Regions from separate parts of the Sus scrofa genome. Here all the other regions are linked to region 2. The links are chromatin contacts, called in public HiChIP or PLAC-seq maps. All regions are on one chromosome and are shown on one strand. The core of a region is the stretch at or near the end of the contact, and the rest is flanking DNA. Distances in the headings are between cores, read along the strand shown.

Region 1 (3,219 bases), core at 369-2,868, 170 kb before region 2:
ATACATATCACTTCATCTTGTTTCATTGCATTTACTAGAATTTTCAGCTCAGTGTTAATTTTTAGTGGTGAAAGGAATGTTCTTGTCCAGTTTTAGGTTTGCATAGAAATAGAATGTTTCTCTTTCCCTTGAGAGAGTATGTGAGAGAGTGTGTGGGGGGAATGCATACAGCTTATTCAAAGGCAATTAAGTAAAATACGTGATAAATTAAGTGCGGGATGGAATAAATTTCAATTTTACTCCAGTATGGAGTATTTTCTGATATTTTGATAAACCATTCCTGATAAACTTGATTTTTTTGGCTTAAAATGAGTATAATTTCTATATCCTCATTAATAATTTAAATCTATTTGAGGTCTTCACTGGCTGATTTATTTTCATTGGACTTTTGATTCTATGGATCATATGAAGAAGCACTGTTCTTTCAGACTGGGCTGAGATCTCCAAAGTTCAGGTCAATTGACCTTGATTTATAAGTTAGAAAAATTGAACCTCTATAATATAACAGGTATCTTGGTTTCCACACTTGCCAAATTCACACCCTACATAACTATTTCTGCTTATATTATTGGTTCTCAGAAACTCAGATGTTTTCTCATAGACACAAAATCTAAAAATTTAAGATGATTTTAAAATTTGGAAGTTATATCTGCTATCCTCCTCTAAATTTCATTTTGGGGGTCGCTTTACTAACTTGGCCAGTTTTGTTTTGGTAGTTTTATAACCTAGCAGTCTTCATGAAGCTAGACACGAGGAGGGCCAGAGATGGTTTTGCCAGGGCACATGTCGGATGGTACCAATTTTTTTTTCTTTTGACAGTCACACCTGCAGCATATGGACGTTCCCAGGCTAGTGATCGAATTAAAGCTCAGCTGAGGCCTACACCACAGCCACAGCAATGGCAGATCCAAGCTGCCTCTGCAACCTGCACCATACCTTGGGACAACATTGGATCCTTAATCCACTGAGGAAGGCCAGAGATTGAACCTGCATCCTCATAAATACTGGCCTGGTTCTTAACCCACTGAGCCGCAATGGGAACTCCAGATGGCAGTACTTATCTGTTGACCATATATGAAGGGCAAGATTTCTTCCTTGAAGAATACTCAATGCAATATTTTTTTCCTTAGAAAATCTCAAGTTTTATTCTGCATGGATATATGTTGAAAATTCCTCAGTCCAATTTTTCTTGTCCCACTTCCTATTTTCTCTAGATTAGCGAAACCAGGTTCTGGGTCAATTACACTAAAGTAGAAGATGAGAGGGAATAAATACTTTCCACCAAGTCTAAAAAAACTGAGTCTATTTTAAGGCACAATCAGTTGCAAGTACCTTAATTTATCCAACTTAGTCATCTATTGACAGACACTTAGGATACAAGCTTGCATGATTACAAAAATGCTGAAATTGTCCTTATACATATACCATTTTGTACGTATGTGAACATATCTAGCTTGAACATAAGAAGATATGTATTGGACAGATATAGAGTTATCTTAGTGAGTCCAAGAAGGAGTTGACTAACCAAGTTAGAGGAAGGAATATGCCATGCTACACGGGTCTCAGCAGTAGGACTTTGTAGATCATTTCCCCAGAACACTGTCAGTTTAACCATCAACCAATGTGGCGTGCTGGCTAGTTGCTCTCCAAAGCCACTTCCTCTTCCCCTAAGGAATACCACTAGACTACTTTTGCATATAGGGGTATCATGTGACTATCTCTGACCAATAGAATGTGAGCTAACATTCTCACATTTAGGTCTGACTCCTAAAACCTGCCATGGAGTTCTCTTTCTTCCCTTGTGAAGAATCCAGTGAAATCCTGGTTAAGGGCAGAGGGGGTCTCTCAATCACTTGGTGAAAAGTTACCCAACAAAAATTCAATTGAACTGTGACTTCAGAAAGAAGTAAATTTTTGCTACGTAATACCACAGAGATTCAGGAATTGTTTGGTATAGCAGCTGGTTTTTCCTGACTAATACGCCGAGTCTGCTGTGTATCTATAATCCTGTTTTCAAATTTTCAGTAAATAATGCTTCGCTCATTATGGGTTGAGTGTCTACCCCTGATCATTTGGCTATGGCTAGGCTGAAGGGCTGCAGGTCACTTCATGTAGACATGGTCTCCCAAAGCCCACCCCTGAGTTTTGGAAGCTAGTCCCAGAAAGTAGGAATCACTGTGAGCTGAGAAGCCAGTAAAAGAATCTTATCCATGGAGGACAATAATGAACAGGAAGGGCCTAGGGCCAACTGACCTCTCATGGTCGGAACAAGGGTAAAAATTCTATCAAACTTCATTCCTGGAGTTCCTGTGGTGGCACAGTGGTAACAAACCCTGCTAGTATCCATGAAGACTCAGGTTTGATCCCTGTTCTCACTGAGTGGGTTAAGGATCCAGCATTGCCATGAGCTGTGGTGGAGGTTGCAGACACACCTGGGATCTGGCGTTGCTGTGGCTGTGGGTAGCTGTAGCTCCAATTAGACCCCTAGCCTGGGAACCTCCATATGCTGCAGGTGTGGCCCTAAAAAAAAAACCCAAAAAACAAAAAACAAACAAAAACTTCCCATTCTCATACATTTCACATCCGTGCAAGACCTGTCACAAATCCTTCATCCTCAGGAACAATTAGCTCTCTGTGGGAAATGTGGAATACATGCAAGTTAAAAAATTATTTATGTGAGAAATTTCGTTTTAGAAGATAGTGTAAACTTTGCTGGAGGGACCTGGCCTATCATTCTCTTGGAAAGAACAGCATTTTGATTGGAAAGGAAGAAATTCCTATTAAACGCATGGTGACACTCAATCATGGAGACTTGAGGCTTGTGGAGATATGGGTAAATGATTACAATGGGGCATTTGTCATTTTAAAAATTCTGACCCAGCATTCCACCTCCTCTCTTATTTGAGGGAGGGTCCTGTTATCTAAATTGGTCTAGGACAAGGTTTCAGCATTTTTCACAGAAGCTAAAGAAAGGCAGATACCCCTCCCCCTCCTCTTGACTGCCTCTTGTCCCCATCCCTCACAGACAGCCCCATCCCCCCACAGCCTATTGGATGCTGCCACCCAGGAATTTGAATCTTCAGCAACTGAGAGGAGAATGAAGAGACAGCCTAGAATCCACCTCCAGTAGTGGCAGAAGTCCCTGGCAGTGTGAGGCCCCAACACAGTCTCCTACCCCATCCTCACCTGTGCCCCTGGGTGCTGATTCCTGATCCCTGC
Region 2 (3,244 bases), core at 640-3,139:
CAGTTCCTATCACATCGGTAAAACGCTCCCATCATTAAACCTGTCATTTAGTGAAGAGCACAGCATGCTTCTTAAAAGGCAGCCTGGGGTCGTCAGAGCCAGGTCATTCTGGCTAGGTAACCCTGGACAAGTTACTTAAATTCTATGAGTCCAAGGCTCCTGAACTGTGAAGCATCCTTTCAAAGTTGTTCTGAGGATTAAATGAAATACCGTATGTGAACTGCCAAGCAGAAAATAAATTCTCAGTTCATAGTAGCTATTGTTACAATTCATTGTGGTTGTTATGCTATGAACTTGCCTTAATCCAAGTTTAACTGTAGTATCAAAGGAGATTGGAAGCTCTTATTGGTTCTAGAGGTGGAAAAGGGAAAAAGAACAGGTGGTCAGCAGAGCCTCCCTAAAGCTCCATGTTGGAGTTATGGCCTCCTTGTGTTGGGGCACAGGCCACCTCTCATAACAAAAAGACCCCATCACCCATCTCGCTTCCCCCAGAAAAATAGGGGTTCCCACAGGATAAGTGTTCATATGCCTCTCTCATGTCGTAGTCAGAGATCAGAGCTTTAAGGTGGTTGACGCTGTGCCCTACAAGGCCATCCGGGGCCCAGGTTCCTACTGCTCTGCCATCCCTGGTGGGCTTCCCTCCTCTGCCTGGTCGATGCCAGTTTACAGGTACCACATCTACTTTCCAGCCCACAGGAAGTCGGAGAGAGAATGAAGGGCAGCCCACTCTTTTGAGGGATGCGAGAGTCAGGTGTATCACATCCACTCACAACCAGTTGACCAGAATTCAGTGACATGTCCACACCTAGCTGCAAGGGAGTCTGAAAACAGTAATGTTCAGCTATGTAGCCATAGACCTCAAACTCTATTATTGTGGGAGAATCAGGGTGAAGTTGGAGGGACCGCTAGCGTCTGCCCCACCCCTCAGCAGCTTTTATCCTCTCACTACTCTCTTATCTTCAATGAGGTGGATTTGGGCCTCTTCCCTTCAGGCCAAGGGTGACCCTATCTGATGCCAGAATCCTGCAAGCTCTTGGAAAAAGGGAAGATAAACTGCTCTGCTGTCCTCATTAAGGAGATAACCTCAAGTTCAATTCCTCTACAAGACAGCACTCCGAAAAAAATCATCATCCTCTGCCTCACACATACACCCTGTAAAAAGTCACTATTGACTTGCTTTACCATAAATTGTATATGTGTTTATAAATGTATGCTGGGGAGTTCCCATCGTGGCACAGTGGTTAATGAATCCGACTAGGAACCATGAGGTTGCGGGTTCGATCCCTGCCCTTGCTCAGTGGCCTAACGATCCGGCGTTGCCATGAGCTGTGGTGTAGGTTGCAGAGGCAGCCTGGATCCCGTGTTGCTGTGGCTCTGGCATAGGTCGGCAGCTACAGCTCTGATTCGACCCCTAGCCTGGGAACCTCCATATGCCGCAGGAGTGGCCCAAGAAATGGCAAAAATACAAAAAAAAAAAAAAATATATATATATATATATATATATAAATGTATGCTGATATAGAAACCAAGTCTTCCCTTTTTGGATCTGTTAACAGACCTCTGACTGGATCTCATCTGCCAAGTAGGTCATCAGTGAGTAGTCTGGTCCACATAACACGCATTCCTCCCACACAAAGTGGCCACCATTTGTCATCCCAGATACTGTTATTACAGCTGCTGGGGAAGCATCACTGACTGCCTCCAGTGGGTCCCGTGTTCTCCCCCTCCTACTTACTAACTCCCTCCTTTAATTTCCTTGTGTCTGTGTTGGCACTTGTGTTCACGAGTGAGACCTCTTGCGAAAGTTTTGTGGAAGCAGGTACCACATCATCAACCAGCCTGGGGCTCACCAGGGTCAAGGGAGGTAATGTCACGGAAGGGCAGACTGACCTCATTTCCTTAGACAAGGAAGTGGCAGGAGGAGGCAGCCTCCGGTCAGTGGCCCCTCTGCTCCCTTTGTCACCATCATCACCGTCACTGTTGTTCCTTGTCCCAGTAGAGGCTGTGGAATTAGAGAGGGGTCTGTTTTCTGACAGCTCCTCTATCGGCATTCACACCAAAACAGCTTCTGAGAAGGTTTGAAATTCTAAACCAGTGCAAGGGACCCAAAAGTCATGGCTGCTGGTGTTGCTGATGTCTTGCAGCTTGAGAACATGCCAAAATAAAGATCCAGAGGAGGAGGGACCTGGCTTCATGTCCTTCTTCAAAGAAAAGGTGTCGGCCTCCGTTCCAAAAACACAATACAAGTGGCCCCACCACCAGATTCTCGGGGCAGTAGATTTTGATGGGCTCTGACTTCATAGCCAGATAAGTAATCAGTGGAAAAGGGAGAAATAGGCCACACAAACATGAGCTCCAGGGCAAAAGGGAAAGTAAAATATTCTTAGGCAAAGTCCATTCTGTTTCTTTAAAGGAATAGAGCTTCTTGGCGGAAGTGACAAATTAAAGGGAAAAAGAATTAACTGTGTTTTGAAAGGAGGAGGCTGCATTTGCAGAGTCATCTGGCGAGGAAGCTCCTTAGAGACAGGAAAGATTGGCAAAGCTGGGTTTTGTCTGGCCTTGGAGAGTGAACCCCCTTGGCTTTCATTCTCCACATTGGTGGGGAGGGGGCGTTGATGACGCCTGTTCAAACAGCCACTTTGTGCTAATGTGTTTTCTTGTGGCTCTGCCAGGTGACAGCCTGACCCTTGGGCCCTCCGCCACTTTAGCCCAGAAAGCCAATCTCTACCGCTGTGGCCCAGAAGCGATACTGATTTTCCTGTTTCTCTTTGCTGGTTCATGAATAGAAGCCCCCATTTTTGTTTTTATTTGTGTTTTCCTTTGGTGGTTTATATAGAACAAAACCAAAGGGAGTGGAGAGAGGCTTGACCCTAAATATCGACATTAGGAAGAAACGTCTTTGTTGGATCTTTGGTGTTTCTGCAAAACTTGAGGTCGAATTAACCAGCCTTGGTTAGTGTTCCGTGCCCTGCTTGGCTTGCCCCAGATTCTAGGGATCATTGGCTCAAAAGTCAAAGCATCAATAGGCCAAGCTGAACTCCCACCAGGAGAGGGGGAAGGAACAAGAGGAAAAGTGAGAGCAAAATACAGATTGTTTCTGCCCAGTGCCCTGAGCAAGTCCCTTTGCCTGCAGCAGGCGTCCAGTGAACAACAGTGCTTTGCTTCATCCTCTCACCACCTTCGAGCCCTGCCCGTGTGGGCTCTTCAGCCATTGCTCACAGAGGGGCCTGCAGACCCTCATAAC
Region 3 (2,936 bases), core at 109-2,608, 130 kb before region 2:
CCTGCCCAAGCAGTGCAGCTGTCCTCTTGGGGTGAGGCAGGGGTCTTCAGCTCACCCTAGCCCTTTCAAACCTGCATCATTCATTTATTTTACCTGCCTGGCCCGTGGGGGTTGTTTAATATGTGACTCTTGCTCTACTCTTTCTCTTTCCCCAGTCACAGAGCAAATAAATAGCAGGGCTAGGAACAGAACTTGGTTTCCAAGCCAACTGCTTCCTTCCTGGCTCTGGACCAAAATTCTGTGTTTTCGAGAGTAATTCATAGCATGAGAGGCATCATTAGGTGGTTGAGCCTATGCTTTGCACCTTGCTGCTCGCAGTAGCCCCTGCAGTTAATTGGACCAGGTACATTGCTCTACTTGGGGTGCCGCCCCGTACTCTGTTCTCTCTCAGAAGGTTGTATGTGCCGTCTGTTGTGACAGGCAAGATGGAAGTGCCACACCAGTACTAGCATTTGTCTGTGTGTAGAAACCCTGGCCAGAAGGGAGATGCCCCAAAACGCGGGTTCCAGAGTTTCCAGATTTTTCAATGAGGTGAATGAATATTTATATAAAAGAAATAGGAATGAGGTGGTGAGACAAAGTGTATTTGCTGTCGGCCAAGCCCTGTTATGTCCTCGCAGTGTGGGAGACCCAAGAGTGTTCCCCAGCCACCTTTGCTGTCCCCTCCTGGACCAGCCCCTTCCCATTAAATTCCTTTGGGGATCCCCTCAATGTTGGTGAGCTGAAGATTGCCCTCGGGGTGGCATCGACTTGTTCCCAAGCTCTTCCCTGCCCTGCACCCCTCACCCTTTTGAACATGGACTTATCACTGCACCTTGACTGGGGGCCGGGGGGGAGGGAGGTTCAGACTCTGCCATCTTGAACTTCATTAGGTGACGCGTACAGGAGGACATGGGACAGTGAGCTCATCTGGGGCCAGAGTGAATGGGCAGAGGAAAAAAAATGTTTTTTGTTTTTTGTTTTTCTGGGGGAACAGGGCAGTGAGGGGGTACCCCAAAACAAAAGGCCTTGTCTGAGCCGGATCCTGTCCCTGGGGCCTGCTGAGCTGTGGGCCACACAGGCGCTTGGGGTGCACTGAGTGTCTGTGTGCAGCTGGGGCGGCCCTGGGGTACCCAGTGTGAGAGTGGGCCTGTTCCCGGGCTTCAGGCAGCAAGCCAGGGGCCGCCCCTTCACCGAGGAACATTGAGGGGCTTCTGTATACACTCTGTGTACGTTTCAGCTTTCTTTGGAATTGTGGCAGAGTCTGGCCCTGCCTGGTCTTTTTTGTGCCCTGGATCCTAAGTTAAGAATAACCGAGGGAACACTGCCCCCGTTGACACGCTAGATATGGAAGCTGCTATCAAATGGCTATTTTATCCTCGGTTGCCACTGACATCACATCACGTACAGCTCTGAGTTCTCACTTTAGTGTTGATTGAATAGAGCTGTGATCGTTGGAGCAGAAAGAAGCCATTCAGACGTGAATATGTGAAGACGAGTCTGGTAATGTGCAGATGTTTTTTGGCAGGTCAATGAATATTTTAAATCTTTTGCAAGTAGTAAAAAGGGTTGGATTGGGACTAGAGGAGATTCTGTGCAGGAGAAAAGTCTACCTCCATTATACCTCATTTCTCTCTCCATCTTCCATTTCTTAAAATCATCAAACAAAGGCCCGAACTGTGATTTGAGTCTTGGATTCATCACGGCCCTTCGTTAAATCTCCATCTTACACAAGACGTGATTATGATTCTAAAGTGTTGAATCTTGGCTTCTTCTCAGATTTTTTTCAATAAAAAGGAAGCACTGGACAGTGTTAAAAAATGACAGCAGAATCTCTAGATTGGCTCTTTATCATTTATTTCTAGTTAAAGACACAGGACTAAGTTTAAGGAGCAGGTCATCCTCTGAGTGTGTGTGTGGGGGTGGGTAGGTGGGTGCGTCCTGGTTTATACATCCCACCCCAGCGCACACCTCTGCTCGCAATGCAGGGGCAGCAGGGCCCCTGATTCGGTGCAGTTTCAGTTCCTTCATTTCCTTTGGTTGGTTCTTCATTAGTCACCCTGTTGCCCCCTGCAGAGATGACACTAGGCCTTGTTGTGTAGCAGGCACTGTGCTCAGTGCCATCCTGGCCACAGACAAGCTGGCATCGAGCAGGGGAGATGGTGACACAGGTCCTGTGTGAAGTACTGTGGGAGCACAGGAAAACCAGTTCTTCTAGAAGTGGAACCAGGAGGAGTTCCTGTCGTGGCACAGTGGTTAACGAATCCGACTAGGAACCATGAGGTTGCGGGTTTGGTCCCTGCCCTTGCTCAGTGGGTTAACGATCCAGCGTTGCCGTGAGCTGTGGTGTAGGTTGCAGACGCGGCTCGGATCCTGCGTTGCTATGGCTCTGGCGTAGGCAGGTGGCTACAGCTCTGATTCGACCCCCAACCTGGGGAACCTCCATATGCCATGGGAGAGGCCCAAGAAATAGCAAAAAAAAAAAAAAAAAAAAAAAAAAAAAGGCAATAGAAGTGGGACCACAGGGAAGCAGGAGCAGAAAGATGATCCTGTCCTGAGCCCTAAAGGCCAATTAGGAGAAAATTTTCCTGACCTAGCAGAGCATGGGAGAGTGGAATGACCATGCCTCATCCAGAGCCGGGAATATGCTGGGCGTCTGTTTTATTGTCCTTTCCTGTGACAGCGGGAGGGTGAAATATACTGGTAGGGGAGTTCCCTTTGTGACTTACAAGGTTAGAAACCCAGCTAGTATCCATGAGGTTGCAGGTTTGATCCCTGGCCTCCCTCAGTGGGTTAAGGATCCAGCATTGCCGTGAGCTGTGGTGTAGGTGAAAGACACGGCTTGGATCTGGTGTTGCTGTGGCTGTGGTGTAGGCCAGTAGCTACAGCTCCGATTCGACCCCTAGCCTGGGAACTTCCATATGCTGCATGTGTGGTCCAAAAAAAAATACACACAC

Evidence for each region. HiChIP or PLAC-seq counts read pairs in DNA pulled down with a chosen protein or histone mark.
Region 1: an H3K27ac HiChIP or PLAC-seq map of alveolar macrophages shows a contact between it and region 2. The contact joins two enhancer-like sites. A contact is called at or near these places in 2 of 5 promoter capture datasets (fetal skeletal muscle and liver), 3 of 47 Hi-C or Micro-C datasets (alveolar macrophages, fetal skeletal muscle and skeletal muscle) and 1 of 2 datasets of contacts at active chromatin or transcription factors (alveolar macrophages).
Region 3: a contact with region 2 is called in an H3K27ac HiChIP or PLAC-seq map of alveolar macrophages. The contact joins two enhancer-like sites. A contact is called at or near these places in 2 of 2 datasets of contacts at active chromatin or transcription factors (alveolar macrophages and skeletal muscle).

What each region holds. Positions count from the first base shown.
Region 1 is chr1:77,818,145-77,821,363 of Sscrofa11.1, reverse strand. No RefSeq gene overlaps it. Among named protein-coding and RNA genes, the nearest start is that of FYN, 180 kb to the right of the region's middle. Within about 2 kb of position 1,618, at least 1 of the 83 cell types and tissues checked has an H3K27ac peak or open chromatin away from gene starts, as enhancers often do. A contact at or near this core is called in alveolar macrophages, where this site is marked.
Region 2 is chr1:77,652,021-77,655,264 of Sscrofa11.1, reverse strand. It overlaps a transcript of FYN not described here. Among named protein-coding and RNA genes, the nearest start is that of FYN, 11 kb to the right of the region's middle. Within about 2 kb of position 1,889, at least 6 of the 83 cell types and tissues checked have an H3K27ac peak or open chromatin away from gene starts, as enhancers often do. A contact at or near this core is called in alveolar macrophages, where this site is marked.
Region 3 is chr1:77,785,298-77,788,233 of Sscrofa11.1, reverse strand. It overlaps a transcript of FYN not described here. Among named protein-coding and RNA genes, the nearest start is that of FYN, 140 kb to the right of the region's middle. Within about 2 kb of position 1,358, at least 19 of the 83 cell types and tissues checked have an H3K27ac peak or open chromatin away from gene starts, as enhancers often do. A contact at or near this core is called in alveolar macrophages, where this site is marked.